Regions from separate parts of the Mus musculus genome. Here regions 1 and 3 are each linked to region 2. A link is a contact called in public HiChIP or PLAC-seq data. All regions are on one chromosome and are shown on one strand. The core of a region is the stretch at or near the end of the contact, and the rest is flanking DNA. Distances in the headings are between cores, read along the strand shown. Region 1 overlaps Dzip1 (DAZ interacting protein 1). Region 2 has its middle 7.6 kb from the start of Gm31633. Region 3 holds the start of Abcc4 (ATP-binding cassette, sub-family C (CFTR/MRP), member 4).

Region 1 (3,245 bases), core at 375-2,874, 810 kb after region 2:
ACAAAAACGTTTGCTGGGAACGAACTCATTAAGAGAAAAACCAAGGCGATGTAGACCTGGCTCCATGGTTAAGAGTTCTTACTGGTCTTGTAGAGGACTTGGGTTCAAACATCCACACCATGGCTCAAAACCACTTGTAATTCTAGTTCCAAGGGATCCAGTGCCCTCCTCCTGGCCTGTATGGGCACTGCATATATGCCGTGCACATAAGCTCATGGAGGCACACACACGTAATTAGATACATGTTACATGTTGTGGCCGCGGTCACCACGCGTGCTGTACCTGGCTGTCAAGCAGCTGTAGCATGTTCTGGAAGTCCTGGGGACACGGAAGATGGTCTTCTCTCAGCTCAGTAACGTCTCTTAAGGTGCCTATGTTGGACTTGATCTGGATGTTAGACTTCTGTATTTCTAACAACTGCTATGGATGAAAAGAATCACCAAGAGAAACGTCAGACATTGACTTAACGGCAACAGCGAAGAAGCCAGAAGCACAAAGCCGCGTTCAGCCATCCCTCTCCCTCCGGACACCCCTTGCCTGTCTCCTCCGCTTTGCTCTTTTTCTACCAGTCTCTGATCTTTGATATCTCCACCAGAATGTGGAAAAAATGGGAAGGAGACTCATGTTTTTTTAAAATGGTTTGTTACTGGGAGCCAGGGTATGCCCATGTCCATGTCAGAGGACAACCGTAGTCCAGTCTCACTTTCTGCCTTTCTGCGCATTTCAGGGACTGAGAGCGGACTGAAGCCGGCTTGCACACAGCTGCTTTACTCGCTGGCCATCTCTCTGCCCCCTCACCCACTCCCCAAGCCAACCTCTGACCTCTGACGATGGGTCTTTAAATTCTTGACAGAAACATCTGTGAGAGGAACTGGGTATATCTCCTCTTTCTGTTTATTTTTTTTAAGGCAGATCTTGCTGCCTTGGCCCAACTGGACTTGAACTCTGGCTGACCCCGCCTCAGCCTCCCAGTGCTGGATTGCAGGGGTGTATCACCACGCCTGTGACACTTCTGAGAAGTTACGATATTGCAATAGAAGACGAACACTGCCCAGAGGCCATACCAGTAAATCCACCAGGGATATAAATGTTTTAATTTCCCTAAAGTTAATTATGGAAAAAAAAATCTCAGACAACAACAGGCGATAAAGTTAACATCACGGACATTATACCACTACTTCGTTGTCCGTTCACTGCAACCGCTGAAAGTGCAAAGAAACTTCTCCGTACAGAAGTTCCTTCCTACCAATACTACAGCTCCGGGTGGCAAGGCCAAAGTGAAAGCCTTAGACCACGGAGACCATGTGTGACCTTGGTACAATTCGACGAAGCGACACACTGTCTCCGAGATCCACTCCACAGAAACGCTGACTAATCACGTTACCCTGTCACTAGTCAGATGAACCCCAGCAACGGGACTTGCCATACAAACAACCCGCACTTCAGATCTTTAGCTTCCACAACAACAAGGCTGACAAACTATCCCCGGCCACAGAAAAGCCTAAGGAGTCGGAATGACCCACTGTAACATGGCGTCTTGGACGAGATCCTGAGCAGGAAAGGAAAATAAATAAAAGGATTCTGGTGTTGTGTTTAGTTTTGCTTCTGAAACTCGTCCGCCCCTAGAGGGAGCCCAAGGATCGACCTCATTTCCCTCCTTTTCTCCTCAGGAACTGGATCAGCACAGAGGATGTGGAGGTGTCTGTGGACCACAGCTGTTCCCACACGGCACAGGGCCCCCTTGCCGGTTCCTGCTTACTTTAGAGACCCGATCCTCCTCAAAGGTCAGGTGTGGACCGAGGAGAGGGCTAGCAAATACTCTTCCTCTTCTGCTGCCTTGGTGATCTGTATCAGCCTTTCCACCCACTACTTGGAACATTCTAGAATTCGTTCAAGGGTTTGTGGTTTAAGGCTATTTAAACCTAACCAGGTGAGGAAGTTTCCTCTTGGGTGGAACAGATACACCCACAGGGGTTCTGTTCTAGGGTCTGGGGACAGACCACCCACTCACAACAAAACAGTCTCGCTCACCTGCTCTACCTCCTCAGCGCCTCTTGCGACCTGGGATGCCCGGGGAGGAGGGGTGGTGTATACTTGGCATGTAAACGACCTGACCCCTGGCTATGATGCCATGCTAACACCCATCTTAAAGCAAGCGATCCTATGAAGACGTCTAGGTTGCATACTTACATATTCTAATGCTGAGTTCTTAGAAGTTAACTCTTTAAATTCCCTCATAAACATCCCCTTGACCTTCTCCATCTCCTCGAGTAACTTCTCCTTCTCCTCCTCTTTCCATCTGTCAAACAGCTTCAGAAAGTCTTCCTCTTTTGATTTCTGCATTTCATAGTCCTGAAATTATTTTAGCATTATGTCACTAGGGGCTCTGGATATAACACATGTGCAAATTTTTTAAACAAATCATAGCTTCACCCCAAATCTGTTAGTATTTCTTCTGTGAATTAGACCTGTAGTAACACTCTCCAAAGCCACTGGCCTATACACAGTGATTCTTCCCTACCAAAGCACAGATGGGGAGCAGGCAGATGGCTCAGTGGGTAAAGAACACACCCACGCCCACATACATGTGCTCAATAAATAAATGCAAGTAAACAGAAACAAACAAACCACATTTGGAGCCTGGCGCTCCGGCTTGGTGGTTAACAGTGCTTGCTGCAGAAGCGTGAGGATCTGAGGTCAAATCCCCAACACCAATGTATACACCCAGCATGGCCCCATACGAGCTTACAACCCTGTGCTGTGCGAGTCACAAACAGGAGCACTGCTGAGGCCTGAGGGCATTCAGCCTTAACCAGGTTCAGTGAGAGATATTGTCTCAAAGGAATAAGGACTCCAGCCCATACGAGTATGCATACATACATGCAACACATATCATGCTCAATACACACATATATCATACACAGACGATACACACACACTCTCTCTCATACACACATGCTGACACACACTGACACACACAATGACACAGACACGTTGACACACACTGACATAGACACACACTGACACACACTGACATAGACACACACTGACACAGACACATTGACACACACTGACACACACACACTGACATAGACACACACTGACACACACACTGACACAGACACATTGACACACACTGACACACACACACTGACACACACACACACACACACACACTGACACATACACACTGACACACACACACACACACCATGAAGCCAGCATGCCTCTTTCCCTGCATTAAA
Region 2 (2,876 bases), core at 323-2,822:
GATAAGTGGATATTAACCCAGAAACTTAGAATACCCAAGATACAATTTGCAAAACACATGAAACTCAAGAAGAATGAAGACTAAAGTGTAGACACTTTGATCTTTCTTAGAATGGATCAAAATACCCATGGAAGGAGTTACAGAGACAAAGTGTGAAGCAGAGACTGAAGGAATGACCATGCAGAGACTGCCCCACCCGGGGATCCATCCCATAAACAACCACCAAACCCAGACACTATTGCAGATGCCAACAAGAGCTTGCTGACAGGAGCCTGATATAGTTGTCTCCTGAGAGTCTCTTCCAGTGCCTGACTAATACAGAAGTGGATGCTCACAGCCATCTATTGGATGGAGCACAGGGTCCCCAATGAAGGAGTTAGAGAAAGGTCCCAAAGAGCTGAAGGGGTTTGCAGCCCCATAGGAGGAACAACAATATGAACTAACCAGTACCCCCAGAGCTTCCTGGAACTAAACCACCAATCAAAGAAAACACATGGTGGGACTCCTATCTCTAGCTGCATATGTAGCAGAGGGTGGCCTTGTCTGTCATCAATGGGAGGAGAGGCCCTTGGTCCAGTGAAGGTTCTATGCCCCAGTATAGGGGAATGCCAGGACCAGGAAACAGGAGTGGGTGGGGTTGGGAGCACGAGGCGGGGGGGGGGGGGGGGGAGGATAGGGGGTTCTCAGAGGGGAAACCAGGAAAGATGATAACATTTAAATTGTAAATTAAAAAAATATCTAATAAAAAAATCTGGATCCATCATGGGCTGAACTTCTCCCTGAGGTTTTGGGTGTGGTTAATGGATCATGAGGGAGAGACAATTCTTTTGTGATACAACACTGGTAATATGCCGTGTCCCTGTAAAAACAAAACCGAAAACAAAAACAAAAACAAAACATTCACCCACCCACACTCCTGTAGACAACCTTAATGAAGCTCATTATGTCTTTCTCTGGATCTTGCCCTCCCCCACTCTCTCTATGGAGCTAGTTTGGAAAGGGAGAGTTGTTAGCAGAGCTGGGTGGGGACAAGACAGGGTAACAAGGTTGTACATTTGTGAATATTAATTGGACCATCAAAATGCCATAATGAAATCCATCATTACATATAATTAATATACACAAATTTATAATATATATATATATATATATATACATATATATATAGGCCTGTGAATTAAAAAAAGATTAGTTTTTAAAGTAAGGTCTAAATAAGTAAATGGGGATCATGTATATGTGTATGTGTATGTGTATGTATATGCATATGCATATGTATTTACACACACGTATATATGGACAGTGCCACCCATTGTCAAAGCTTGAATCTCCAGTGCTGCAGCCCATGAGTCAAAGGCTTGGTTGTCCACATCATATGATGCTATAGGGGGATGGTAGAAATGCTATAGGGGGATGGTAGAAATGCTATAGGGGGATGGTAGAAATGCTATAGGGGGATGGTAGAAACTTAGGAAGTGAGTCCTGGATAAAGGAAGTTAGGTCACTGGGGGTGTGTCCTTCAAGGAGATAAGAGCTACCAGTTCCCTCTGAGTGAGTCACTGTGAGGCAACCAGCCTCTCTTGTCACATAGTACACCACAGAGACTTGCCTTGCCACTGGCCCAGGAGCAGTATGGTCAATGGAACAGCTATCAAAACCTCAGAATCGTGAGCTCAGACAAACCTCCCCTCCTCTGATCTGCTTCACAGCATTGGAAAGCTGACACTCGTGGAAAGCTCTTGCTAATGTAGAATGAAAATACAGAAACTGGACAAACCAGTTACCAGTACCATGAAGGAAGGAATAACCAGGTACAAACAAGAGTATTTTATATCCTCTAAGATATCTGTGGTCTGCAAGATGCCAATTTAGAAAAGAACACCAAAAATATGAAGAGATAGTCCATATCAGACACATGTATTAAAAAGCTGTATTTATCGGACTACAAACATGCTAGGAGGGATAGGGATATGTAGTATAGGGTGCAGTTTACTTGGTAGAATTCTGGCCAGCATGCTCAAAGCCCTGGGTTTAATCTTCAGCATCACACAAAACTAAACCTTGGTGGTTCAGGCAAGGGATGGAAGCAGGAAGATCAGAAGTTCAAGGTCATCAGGTACAAAGCAAGTGTGAGGTCAGCTTGGTCTATGAGGAGACCGAGGGAGAGCTAGCAATAGTAAGATAAGGGCCTTTACTAAAGCTAGGTGTGGGGACAAAACTTACAGGGAGACTGAATATGTTATTAAAGAGTGTGAAAATACTTAGTACTTTTAAATGTGAAAATGTCATTCTCGATATAAAACATGGTAGCTTGTAGGAGACCAGTGCTGAAATATTTAAAGGTAAATTGTCATATTATTTTTCTTTTCTTTTGAGACGGGGACTCTTTATGCAGCTTTGACTGGCTGGGACAGGAACTTTCTCTCTATACATACCAGGCTGACCTCAAACTCAGAGATCTGCCTGCCTTCTCTGCCTGCCTCCTCTGCCTCTGCCTCTGCCTCTGCCTCTGCCTCTGCCTCTGCCTCTGCCTCTGCCTCTGCCTCTGCCTCTGCCTCTGCCTCTGCCCCTGCCCCTGCCCCTGCCCCTGACCCTGACCCTGACCCTGACCCTGACCCTGACCCTGCCTCTGCCTCTGCCTCTGCCTCTGCCTCTCTGCCTCTCTGCCCCTGCCTCTGCCTCTGCCTCTGCCTCTGCCTCTCTGCCCCTGCCCCTGCCCCTGCCCCTGACCCTGACCCTGCCCCTGACCCTGACCGTGACCCTGACCCTGCCTCTGCCTCTGCCTCTGCCTCTGCCTCTCTGCCCCTGCCTCTGCCTCTGCCTCTGCCTCTGCCTCTGCCTCTGCCTCTGCCTCTGCCTCTGCCTCTGCCTCTGCCTCT
Region 3 (2,987 bases), core at 339-2,838, 610 kb after region 2:
AGCTGCTCAAGTCATCCTCCCACCTTAGCCTTCCAAGAGACAGGGACTGGAGGTATGTGCCACCCACACCCAGCTCTCGCTTCACCTCCATTCTGAAAGTCCGCTCACAGGAAAATCATCAGGAGGTCTGTGTATTGCCAAAAGCTCGGGAGACCAAGACAGCCCACCCGCTCTGAGTTATGTATTTTTTTTTTAAATTCATTTCACCACATTCCTTCTTCCCGCAAGCTCCTCTTGACCGAGTGTCCAAAATCGGATCCTGCACACACTGCATCAGCAGTTAAAAACAGTAGTAAATGACTCTGAAGCTCCCTAGGTTTTCACATTTTAAAAAGGTAACATTAGAACGTGAGGAAGATGAAATGGCGGAGGTCAAGGAATAAAAACTATTCTTGTTAGCCAAGCGTGTACTAGCCAGCCCAGGCTACTAGGCGGAAAACTACTTAGGAATGTCATCTATCTAAACCTCTTCACCTGTTTCCTACAAAAAGAGGGGTGGGGCGGAGACCAGATCAGGGAACCCATCAGTGGTTTTAGGCATGGAAACCTTGACTCCTGTCTCTGAACACATCTTGGTAAGACCCCCAACAGGCTTCCGAAACTCATTCCCAAGAGGGATATGGCCATCAAAGGCAGAAATGAAAAGTCCATCTAACAGGGGAAAATGTACTCCACTATGGCTGCGTTTCTGTCAAGAGGAAAACATCATGTTGATCTTGCTCAAGAGTAGTGTCCCCATTCGTAACTAAATAAAACATCGTAATAAAGTGACCTTTTAACTCACAGCCATACTTAGGTACTAGGACACACACAGAGGGGCCAGAAGGAGAGACGGGATCCTAGAAGTTAAACTTCCTTACACACACACACACACACACACACACACACACACAGGCAATCAATGGACCTGAAAGATGTCTGGTAAGGTGTTTCAGAAGGCCATGGGGACAACAGAGTTTGGCGTTCGCCCAGAACTCTAACTTCAGCTGCTTTTTGATAAGCCCATCTGTTCACTGCTGCTTAAAGAGAAATAAAGAGGTGCAGTTTGGGTGAGGGAGTTGTGCAAGCCCTGAGCCGGGATGGGAAGCTAGCGAAGGTGGGCATACAGAGCCCGCCCTCCAGGGCACCCCCGCACCTCCCATGGATCCCCACGGTTTCGGGTGGGCGCCACCTGCGTCTGCCACCGGTCCCCGCGTGCCCCTCCTGGAGGAGAGCGGCACGGGCGTGGGGTGCGGGCGGGGACCGCAGGCCGCGTGGCGCACGCGCGACAAGGAGCCCGGAGTGTAAGGCTGTGCAGGAAACGCATCCTCCGACCATCAGGGACCGGCGCTGAGCATCGGACACGCGGCTAAGCCGACGCGGAGCATCTCGTGGACGGAGGAACGGGCCCGGACCCGGCACTCACCAGAAGAACACGCGCGAGCAGAGGTTGGCGTCCTGCAGCGGGTTGGGTTTCACCTCGGTGTGCACCGGCAGCATCTCGCCCGCGGTGCGCGCGGCCGGGCGGCGGCTCCGGGAAGCGCGGGTGAGGATGCTCGAGCTCCGGCCTCGGCCGGAGCCTCGCAGGCAAGCAGCGGCTTCCGGGAACCAAGCGCCGGCCCGCCCTGACCCCGCCTCTCGGGGCTCCTCGGGGCGCCCGCTACGCGCTGTCGCCGCCGCCTCCTCGAGCCTGGGAGAAGCGTGTCGCGTGAGAGCGCAGGGGGACGGCCGCTGGGGAAACGACAGAGACCAACCGCGCGCAGGTGACCGGGGGCGGCTCGGGGAACGCGGAGCCGGGCGGGGAAGCCGCACGTGCTTGAGACCCGTTGCAAACTTTGCCGAAGTTTAAGATCAGCACCCAAGCACCACCCTGAAGGTGGCGGGGGCGGTACCGGCTGTGCCCGCCCCCGCGCTCGGAAACGCCCCCTAGGCTTTGCGCTCCTGGAGATCTGGTGAAAGCCGCCTGGCTTTGCCTGCGGTCCCCTGGCATGCTGCCCTCATCAGGACCAAATAGGGTGCTGTGGGAGATTGTTCCACCTGCAGGCCAAGAGTCGGACCTGGAACAACAGCAAGGTTTATCAGATTGCCTTTGCAGACCTTAAAGCCGTGAAGACCGTCAGGCCACCCGATATTAGGACACAAGGATTTGGGGAGATGAATAGAGTGCTACCATTTCGGACGGCTTCTTGACCTTTCCTACATTGCTTGGCATGGCGGACCTGTGTAAGCAGTTGGCTGTCCTCTTAGATTAGGTAAGGGAAATCAGATAATACGCTGCCTGGCATGTTTCTTTCACGGAGCCCTGAGAGGCTCCCAGAGGATCCGTGGCAAAGGGAACCGATGTTACAGGACACCTTGCTGTGCCTTTCTATAAGCCTACTCCGCTTCTAATTTACTTTTCGAAATGGTTATTACTATTTTACTGAATAAATTCAGACTCAAAAGATCTAGCTTGTCCGAGATCTTAAGGTTAGTGATGATGAAATCTGACTTGTACTCAAGCTGGCATAAGAAGTGCCAGGGTGCCCCGACACAGTGAGGAAGGTATGGGTCCTGGCTCGTGGACTAGTGTTCACAAGCCCAGGGTTCTGGCGTGGCCGTGTTAACTGCCTCTGCTGCTTTGGTTCACTTCAGCGCTGGGTAAGGAAAGAAGAGCGGTTTCGAATTCATGGCCCTAGTGACAATTTCACCGGTCCTTTTGCTGTGAGAAAATACTCTGACCAGAAGCAGCTTGGATAAGAAAGAGTTTATTTCAGGCTTACACTTGCAGGTAATAAACAGTCTATCACGGAGAGAAGTCGGGCCCAGAGCTGAAACAACAACAACCCTGTTGGCCTGTTGGTGCTGACTCCAGCCTGCAGTGGGCTGGGTCCTCATGCCATCTCCAATGGGTCATTCTCTCACAGCTGCCATCAGCCAAGCCCATCTGGGCAGTTCTTTACTTGAAGTTCCTAATTTTCTGGTGACTCTAGGTTGTGTCTGGTTGACAATTAAAAAAAAAAAAAAAA

The links. HiChIP or PLAC-seq counts read pairs in DNA pulled down with a chosen protein or histone mark.
Region 1: an H3K4me3 HiChIP or PLAC-seq map of bone marrow-derived macrophages shows a contact between it and region 2, with 6 times the contacts expected there. The contact joins two enhancer-like sites. A contact is called at or near these places in 5 of 115 datasets of contacts at active chromatin or transcription factors (bone marrow-derived macrophages, embryonic stem cells, microglia and 2 more) and 1 of 9 other capture datasets (macrophages).
Region 3: an H3K4me3 HiChIP or PLAC-seq map of bone marrow-derived macrophages shows a contact between it and region 2, with 4 times the contacts expected there. The contact joins the promoter of Abcc4 here to the enhancer-like site in region 2. A contact is called at or near these places in 1 of 39 promoter capture datasets (cranial neural crest), 1 of 484 Hi-C or Micro-C datasets (CD4 T cells), 6 of 115 datasets of contacts at active chromatin or transcription factors (astrocytes, bone marrow-derived macrophages, craniofacial prominence and 3 more) and 1 of 9 other capture datasets (embryonic stem cells).

Annotation. Positions count from the first base shown.
Region 1 is chr14:118,909,152-118,912,396 of GRCm38.p6, forward strand. It overlaps Dzip1 (DAZ interacting protein 1), which reads right to left. Exons shown (of 22, transcript NM_025943.3): 7 at 2,191-2,352; 8 at 283-420. Among named protein-coding and RNA genes, the nearest start is that of Dzip1, 15 kb to the right of the region's middle. Within about 2 kb of position 1,625, at least 82 of the 459 cell types and tissues checked have an H3K27ac peak or open chromatin away from gene starts, as enhancers often do. A contact at or near this core is called in bone marrow-derived macrophages, where this site is marked.
Region 2 is chr14:118,096,904-118,099,779 of GRCm38.p6, forward strand. No RefSeq gene overlaps it. Among named protein-coding and RNA genes, the nearest start is that of Gm31633, 7.6 kb to the left of the region's middle. Within about 2 kb of position 1,573, at least 34 of the 459 cell types and tissues checked have an H3K27ac peak or open chromatin away from gene starts, as enhancers often do. A contact at or near this core is called in bone marrow-derived macrophages, where this site is marked.
Region 3 is chr14:118,704,631-118,707,617 of GRCm38.p6, forward strand. Abcc4 (ATP-binding cassette, sub-family C (CFTR/MRP), member 4) reads right to left here and starts at 1,589. Exons shown (of 31, transcript NM_001033336.3): 1 at 1,406-1,589. The coding sequence starts at 1,479.